Regions from separate parts of the Pan troglodytes genome. Here region 2 is linked to region 1. A link is a contact called in public HiChIP or PLAC-seq data. All regions are on one chromosome and are shown on one strand. Each heading gives the region's core, a stretch centred on a gene start, on an enhancer-like site or on the middle of the called end of the contact. The rest is flanking DNA. Distances are from core to core; before and after follow the strand shown.

Evidence for each region. HiChIP or PLAC-seq counts read pairs in DNA pulled down with a chosen protein or histone mark.
Region 2: an H3K4me3 HiChIP or PLAC-seq map of stem cell-derived excitatory neurons shows a contact between it and region 1, with 3 times the contacts expected there. The contact joins the promoter of LACTB2 here to the promoter of NCOA2 in region 1. A contact is called at or near these places in 1 of 7 Hi-C or Micro-C datasets (stem cell-derived neural progenitor cells) and 1 of 1 datasets of contacts at active chromatin or transcription factors (stem cell-derived excitatory neurons).

Annotation. Positions count from the first base shown.
Region 1 is chr7:79,040,782-79,044,985 of NHGRI_mPanTro3-v2.0_pri, reverse strand. It overlaps NCOA2 (nuclear receptor coactivator 2), which reads left to right and starts at 2,676. Exons shown (of 23, transcript XM_054656809.2): 1 at 2,676-2,885.
Region 2 is chr7:79,305,156-79,309,652 of NHGRI_mPanTro3-v2.0_pri, reverse strand. LACTB2 (lactamase beta 2) reads left to right here and starts at 2,807. Exons shown (of 7, transcript XM_016959565.3): 1 at 2,807-3,165. The coding sequence starts at 3,044. It also overlaps a transcript of XKR9 not described here.

The DNA of each region.
Region 1 (4,204 bases), core at 1,427-3,926:
ATAGCTCTTTTTTACCATACTGTTACCTCTAATCTCATGATGTATGCTAGTAGTATTAACTCAAAAATAGTATAGAATCTCCCACTTTTATGCAGTTTACTTATGAAAAAAGTGAGTACTTTGAAAACTGTGGAAGAAAAGGCAGACAAAAATAGAAATTCTTGTCTTGTAGCAGTCATATTGTTCTGATTATTCCTAGGTTATATTGTTAAATATATAATTTGTCATTTTCTTTACTTTTCCATGCTGCATTTATGATTCTGCTGACATTTTTGGTGTTTCCTTGCCTCATCCATTCACGGTATGTTATTTCTACTTCCACTAAATTTCAATAATTTCCTTCCCCTTTATGATCTGCACCCACATATTTTTTCCTTGTTGTTCTCTCTTGGTAATATACCTAGTTCCTATATCTTTGCCTTCTTTTTTCTTTCCTTCTTCTTCCTTTCTTAATTTGTGTCATTGAGCCAACTTATTTACCGCCTCCTCTACCTTTTCATTTTACATTATCGTAGTGATGATTCACTAAAAATTATGGCTAGTTTTAATAAACAATTGTTCTGAGGTCTCATGGGAATCAAAGTTCTTTCTAAGTATGGAAGATGTTTTTTATAAACATGTTTTATGAGCAAGGGATTGGAAGATGAGGTGGGGAAGAGGACATGAGGATTGGAATAGATACTATTATTTATATTTCACAAATTCAATGAAACAACAAACATCATACATTCCTTGTTAGGTGCTATAGCATGTACAAACAAGAACAAGACTAGGTGTTGGGCTCTGTTGCACTTACAATCTAGTGAAAGAGAAAGACAAATATATAAACAACTCTAGTGCAAGACAGACTACTGTTACAGCAAGAGCCTGAAGTTCAGAGGGCGCCCAGAGATTGTACCAGAGCGCGTTTAAGTCACACAATTCAATTCAAGCTCAGGCAATTGAGTAGCACTTGGGTATGGAACTCATCTACTATGCTGTCAGACGTTTTTGTTTATTTCTTGTAAGAAAAAGTCTTCAGCCGTCGTAAGACGTTTTATTGGGTAATACGGGAATGCAATGGGGGGAGTCATTTGTTTGCAGAGGTATCATGGGTAGTTTTAAAAAGTGTGAAATCTACGATTGCAGAGGACTGATAGACTCTGGACTTCTGCCAAAATGGGAGGGATAGCAAGCAAGAAGGAGAATCTTTTTTTAAATTTTTTATTTATTTATTTATTTATTATCACAACTCCTGATAGCTCACAGTTGGGGGTGAGGACAGGAAAGCAAATCGGGAGTTCAGAATTGTGACAAACCTCAGGTGACTACTACCCCATTGTAGACAAGCTACAGACTGGTATTAGCAGAAGACAGGCCATAAACAAACTCTCCATTTCCTCTCAACGCTTTGGGAACATAATTCTATTATTCCAGCTAGCTAAAAACAAACAAACAAACAAACAAAAAAAAACTTTAAAAATATACATTAATACATAGTCAATGCAAACATTTCAAACATTAGATAGGTGTGCAAAATAAAAACTGGAAGTGCCTCATCACCCACTTCTTACACTCCCCAGCGCTAACATTTGTTGTTATAGGCTTCCAAGCATTTTCTATTCACAAACACACACAGACACACACACCCATTTTTTTTAATTCTTTTCCCAAATAAAATTGGCGGTACACCCACAAATTTTAGGATGAAGACATATTTAAAAGCATGGGCTTTGGAGCTCACCAGAACTGGGCTCACATCCTCTCCAACTACTGGCTGTGACCCTGGGCAAATTACTTTAAGCTTCAATTTTTTGTGTGAAGTGAAAAGCGGCAATGACTTCGGAAGGTTTGAGGATTAAGGCCTATAGCATATATACATCACCTAGCACAGTCAGATTCACAGTAAGTGTTCAATAAACACTCTTATTGTCTACCGCAAGTGACCTTTCTCATTATAAGATTAAAATCAGGGAATATGTTCCTCTCATAGTTTGATAACTGCCATTAAACAAAAGTTTTTTTTTTCAACTAATTACCGTATAAGTTGGAAAAAAAAACTTGCTTTTCCAAAGCGTAAAACAGATTGGTCTAAGTAACACTTAAATGGGGGTTCTCGCATTTTCAGTGCCAATCTCCTACGTCCCCTCAGTACTTTGTTCACGGATGTCTAGAGAATGGACTTTCCAATATAAACTTATGATTTCATGATGTGCCGAAAATTCTCAACCAGGTTAAGTTTCACACTCTGTGTGCAGCATTTGCTTTATCCCGCAATTGCCGGGTGGTGCCCCTTCCAGCTCCCACAGTCGCGCCTCTCCATATCCCCTCTGGAGCTAGGACTGCAATGGGAGAAGCCTCTCCCTGTTGGAGCCGTAGGGGACTTGACGGATGCGGGGCGCCTCCGGGGAGCAGCGGCAGGACCGGGAGTTGGGTAGGGTGAGGTGCGCCCGAGGGGGTGCAGGGTGCTGGCCGAAGGGTCCGGCCGGACGGGCGCGAGGGTCCTCTGCTGGCGACCCTGGAACTCGGCTCTCCCCGATCTTCGTCTTGGGGCACCGTCCCTGCTGTCTGCAGCCCCCAGGCCCCACTGCCTCTAACTCAGCGGCCCAGGCCCGTCCCAGTCGCTAGTCTTCTTTTTGGCATTGCCCTTTGCCCTCCCATGCAGTCCTCTGTTGACTCTCTCTTCAGTTCCAGTCACCTCTAGGTCACCCTCCCTCTACCACAGTCACCCATTTTGTCCCCTGTCCCCTTACTCTTCTTCACCTCTCCCCTTACTCTTCTTCACCTCTCCCCGGGCCGCCTTCTCAGAGGACTCTGCCGACGGAGATGCTGCGGACCCCGCGGCCAGGGGCTGCTCCCCGGACAACCCTGCGTCCACCTTTGCCCCTTCCTCGGGGGCGCGAGAGGCAAGTTTCCGCCCCGTCCTTTTCCCGGTGACAGGACTTGGCGGCGGCCACTGCCGGGGAGGCAGAGGGAGGGACGGCCTGGCTCCCGAGCCCCCTCCCCTGCTCGCGAGCTCGCGCGGTCTGTCTCTCCGCAAGTGCGGAGACGCGGAGGAGGAGGAGGAGGAGGAGGGAGTTGGGGGAGGATCTCCATTGAAATAAACAACCAGGCAGCAGTTATTAACACGGGAACATGGCGGCCGCAGCCTCGGCTACAGCTTCGGCGGCGAAGGTCAGCGCCGACGGCAGCCGGCACCTGACGGCGTGACCGACCCGAGCCGGTAACCGTGCCTTCCCCCGGGGCCGCGAGGGCGGGCGGGGGGCGGGCGGCAGGCGGGGGGCGCCGCGTCCCCACCCCCCGGCCGCGACTGCCCTTCCTGCGCCGAGCTCCGACAGAGCCGTGCGCTTCCGAGAGGCTGTTTTTGTGTGCGGGGACCGCCGCCGGAGTGCGCGGAAAACGGGAGTTGCATCCCGGAGGCGCAGCGACGCTGGGGAGTTGGGGCTTGGGGGTGGGGAGGGCGGGAAGCGACGGGGAGACGCGGAGTCCCCGGGAGAGAAAGGAGGCGCTCCAGCGCCTTGCGAGAGCTCAGGAGACGAGTCCCGGAGCGCGAGGCGGGCGGAGGCTGCAGCCCGCGGCGCGGGCGAGAGGTGAGCGCCGAGGCGCGGCGGGGAGGCCGGGGGTGCGGGCGCGGCCCCCGCCCCGAGGAGCGAGTGCCCCTTGCCCAGCCCGGTGCGGGGTCGGCGGAGACCGAGGCTCTAACCCCTCGGGGGCAGCGCGGCAGAGCCGAGAAGGTGAATCCCGGGAAGGTGCATTCTTTAATGGAAGCGCGGAGCGGCTGCAGCGGAGAGTGGGAGCCGGGCGAGGGGAGGCAGGACTCGGGAAGTGCTGGGGGTGTGTGAAGGTGAAGCGGGGTGTCGGGGCGGCCGGCGAGCTGCAGCGCGGGGCGGGGAAGGGGAGCCGCGGCCCGGCGGGTGGCCCGGGCCCGTGTCAGCCCCGGGGGTGGGGGGCGAGGGGCGCCGAGCACCGCGGGCGGACGGGAAGGAGCTGCGGCGGGCGGGGCGGGCGGCGCGCTGGGGCCGAGCAGGCCGGGCCGTGGTGGGGGCGGGGAGCCGGGGGCCGGGCCCCGGCGGCGCCGAGCCGGGCTCGCCCCTGACTGAACTTTCTGGGTGCGGGCGTGTATGCAGGAGGCGCGCTGGGGCCGGGGCCGGGGCCGGGGGCGGGAGGCGGACCGGGAGGTTCCGGGTTGGCTCGCCAGCGCCCCCTTTTCTCGCCCCCTTCTCCC
Region 2 (4,497 bases), core at 1,558-4,057, 260 kb before region 1:
TGCAAAAGCCAACTCAAGAAGGATTAAACGTAAGACCTTAAACTATAAAACTACTAGAAGAAAATATAGGTAAAATACATAAGGACATTGGTTTAGGCAAAGATTTTGTAGCTAAGACCTCAAAAGCACATACGACTAAAATAAAAACAGACAAATTTGACTATATTAAATGAAAAAGTTTCTGCACAGCAAAGGAAACAATCAACAAGGTGCAGAGACATCTGCTGAACAGAAGAAAATATTTGCAAACTATTCATCTGACAAGGGACTAATATCCAGAACATACAAGGAACTCAAACTCAACAAGAGAAAACACAAATAATCCCACCAAAAAGAGGGTACAGAACATGAATAGACGATTCTCAAAAGAAGACATACAAATGGCCAACAAACATATGAAAAAATGCTCAACATCACTAATCATCAGGCAAATGCAAATCAAAACCATAATGAGATATCATCTTACCCCAGTTAGAATAGCTGTTATTAAAAAGACAATAACAGATGCTGGAGAGGATGTAGAGAAAAAGGAACTCTCATACACAGTTGGTGGGAATGTAAATTAGTACAACCGCTATGGAAAACAGTACAGAGATGTATAAAATACACACACACACACACACACACACACACAGAACTACCATATGATTTAGCAATCCCACTACTATTTGTATATCAAAGGGACAACTGCACCTGCATGTTTATCACAACATTATTCACAATAGGAAAGATATGAAATCAACCTAAAAGTCCATCAACAAACAAATGGATAAAGAAAATGTGATATATACACACAATAAAATACTATTTGGCCATAAAAAAAAAATGAGATCATGTCATTTTCAGCAATATGGATGGAACTAGAGATTATGCTAAGTGAAATAATCATGCATAGAAAGACAAATATCACATATTCTCATTCATACGTGGGAGCTAAAAAGTTTATCTCAGCCAGGCATGGTGGCTCAAGCCTGCAATCCTAGCACTTTGGGAGACCAAAGCAGGGGGATCACCTGAATCGCTTGAGTTCAAGAGTTCAAGGTTACAGTGAGCTATGATAGTGCCACTGCACTGCAGCCTGGGTGAAAGCCAGACCCTGTAAGTAAATAAGTAAGTTAAGTAAGAAAATTAATTAAGCCAAAGAATAAAAGAAGGGGAGTGCCCAGATTCTCAGGAATCTGGTCCAGAAATTACTGTTCCATCCTCTTCTCCAGGGTTCACTGACTTTCCAGCAGAGTTCTTAAAAAGGGAAGATGTGCATAGCTTCCTGCCTGAATAGCCATTAATTGATGGCTATGATAAATACATATTGACAGATTGAAATGCCTGATGTAGGAGATTTGGTTACTTTAAGTATTTTTTTGAAGGGTATACTGTTTAACTTCCCATTGCAACAAGGGATAACTTATATGATTATTTCAGCGATGATTTTTTGAATATTTTTCCATTAAAAGTACAACTGTGTGAAACAAGGCAAAGACATTTCTCACACACAAAGCAGATGTCATTAGCCACTCTGATACACTATGCTGCTGATTCATAAAATAGGTAAGAGCATATCGTTTTCTTCATCAGAAATATCTGGAAAAAAAAAAGCCACCAAGCACTGTATGTGTCAATTTCTCACCTTTAAAAAAAAAAAAAAGAGTGGGCTGCTACAGTGGATATGTTCTACATCTCTTTGGGGCAGTGATTACATACAATTGTCATAACTCGATGGAACTGTCTACAGGATCTGTGTATTTTCTTTTAAGTAATTTATAACTCAACTTTTTTTATGGGAAGCTGTAGTTAACACTGGATAGTTAATACTTGGCTGATTAGAAACCGACTTGTTACAGAGAAAATGAGTCCCTTCCATCTTGGGCACAAAACGGCTCCACAAGACCAGCCTAGCTCTCTGGGCAGGCGGGTAACACTGGCAAGCAGAGGCATGCTCCTTGAATCTCACTGAGGGGGACAAGTGTTAGTGCGAGGCAGGTAGGAGCAAGGCCGCACACGCAGACTCTGTCATCTGGGCAGCCGCCCAATCCCCGTTTTTCATTTGTAACAAAAATAGTGTCCACCTCTTAATAATGTTCTGAGGATTAAGGGCGTTAAGTCGGATGTTTGTAGAAAGCACTTAGGCATAGTAGGAAGTACTAAGTAAATATGTCTTACCACTATTTATTATAAAAGATGAACAGGCTGGCCCGGCGCGGTAGCTCACGCCTGTAATCCCAGCACTTTGGGAGGCCGAGGCGGGCGGATCACGAGGTCAGGAGATCAAGACCTTCCTGGCTAACACAATGAAACCCCGTCTCTACTAAAAATACAAAAAATTAGCCGGGCGTGGTGGCGGGCGCCTATAGTCCCAGCTACTCGGGAGGCCGAGGCAGGAGGATGGCGTGAACCCGGAAGGCGGAGCTTGCAGTGAGCCGAAATCGCGCCACTGCACTCCAGCCTGGGCGACAGACCGAGACTTCGTCTCAAAAAAAAAAAAGATGAACAGGCTACTACTACTACTACACACACACACACACACACACACACACACACACACACACACACAGAGAGAGCCACTGCCTAAAAATCTGGCAATCCTTCCTGAGATTTATTACTGAATAACGAACGGTTACCAAACCTGTCTCCCAAATCACAAGACTCTTCCAGATTAAAATGTCTCTCGCCCACTTGGATCCACTCGCCTGTCTAGGACACAAACCCGTGAGGCACCAGCCCCCGTGACAGAGGCAGATTCCAGCTTCGCCTCACGCCACCTCACGCCTCGCGCCAGCCTTCCCACCACTGCCCGCGCAGCCCGCGCGGCGTCACGTGACCTCTGGTTCCGCACCGCCCCCACCCCACCCCCCGGCCGAGCTGCCGGATCCCCGCCCCGGCTCGCCCGCGGTGTCACATGACACTTGGACCAGCCGCTGGCCAATCCCCTCCCTCCCGGGTTGCGAGGCATCACGTGGACGCTACTCGCTATCCCCGGCCTGTTGGCTTCTTCCGCGCTGGAGTATCCAGATAGGCGACACGCCGGCGGGCGGCTGAGGCGGGAATGGCTGCTGTACTGCAGCGCGTCGAGCGGCTGTCCAATCGAGTCGTGCGTGTGTTGGGCTGTAACCCGGGTCCCATGACCCTCCAAGGCACCAACACCTACCTAGTGGGGACCGGCCCCAGGTAAACGTCCCTCTCCAACCTCCCCAACGTTCGCAGCCGGCCCCGGAGCCCGGGCTTTGACTGATCGCGGCTGCGCGGGCAGTGGGGAGCGCCGCGTCCTGTCCCTAGCTGGGCAGCCCCGCGCCTAGCAGCCCCGTCGAGACTGCACGCAGACACTCAGATCTCGAAGCTAGCTAAAATACGACCACCCCAGGTGATAGCTCTCTAATTTAGGGAGAAATGGAAAAAAAAAAAAAAAACCAACTTCTGTTTTGAAACCCGATTTACTGTTCTTGATGTTTGAATGCCAGGGTGTGCGTGTTTAAACTGTTGAGAAAATTCGGATGTCAAGAGTCCAAGAAAGCGTTTACTTTGCTCACTTGACTTTCACTGGTGTTTTGCCCAGAGTGTAACTTCCCTTCTCAAAAGCGATTAATTATGTTGAGGCGATTTCCTCAACTCAGCAGCAGAGGGCAGGATTCTCCTGGCTTCCAAATTGGTTCTCTGCAGCCTGTGGGCTCATAAGAGGAGCTGACATAAGTAATTTGGGGAAGTTTTTTGTTACAATTGTGTGTGACCTTGTTTGAGTTTAATTTGCAGACACAGTAACACACCTGTATTTCTAAGAAGATACTTTTGCTCTTGTTTAGCTGCATTCTGTTTTAGTGGAATTATGCAGGAATGGGAGATTTGGTTTACTGCATAGTAAGTCTTAGGCATTTAGCAACTTTTGTAGTCTTTACTGGATGAACCCAGATAATGTAGTTTCTCTTGAGCATAGAATTTAATTGTGCAGTCAAGACATAAATTATGTTTAAAATATAATTGATTACTAAAAACGATTTAGTAAGTACAGTTAATTGAGTTTTCCTTGGAAGTGTCTACTGTTTGGCGTTTTTCCAGTAAATAAGAATTTTAGAAGCAGCAGACCTGCAAAGTGGGCAGGTAAAAGATTAAGTTAAGAGTAAATAAGGCAGGGTCAGGTAGTTACCAAAGGTTTAGGCTGCCACCAGAATCTAGGAGGATAGAGAATTAAGCAGGAAAAATGCCAGATCTCTAGGGTACAGTCTGTCTTGGCTGGAAGTCCCTCAACCAAGTAAATCCATAGGCGGTCTCTCTACAGTGTGTTATCTTAAACTAGTCAATACCTCAGACAAAAGATGCATATTATCAGAATTACCCTGGAAAGTCTCTTAGAAGAACACCATGTTGGAGATCAGTGTATTGTCTCAGTAAGTTCAGCACAACCTGCTTTTTTTCCAGCATTGAAACAGATGGCTGAATCTGTTTGAAAACCAGGTGAAGAAATTGGCTTGTGTTTAGGGGCTATATTGTATGAAAAATACATACTGT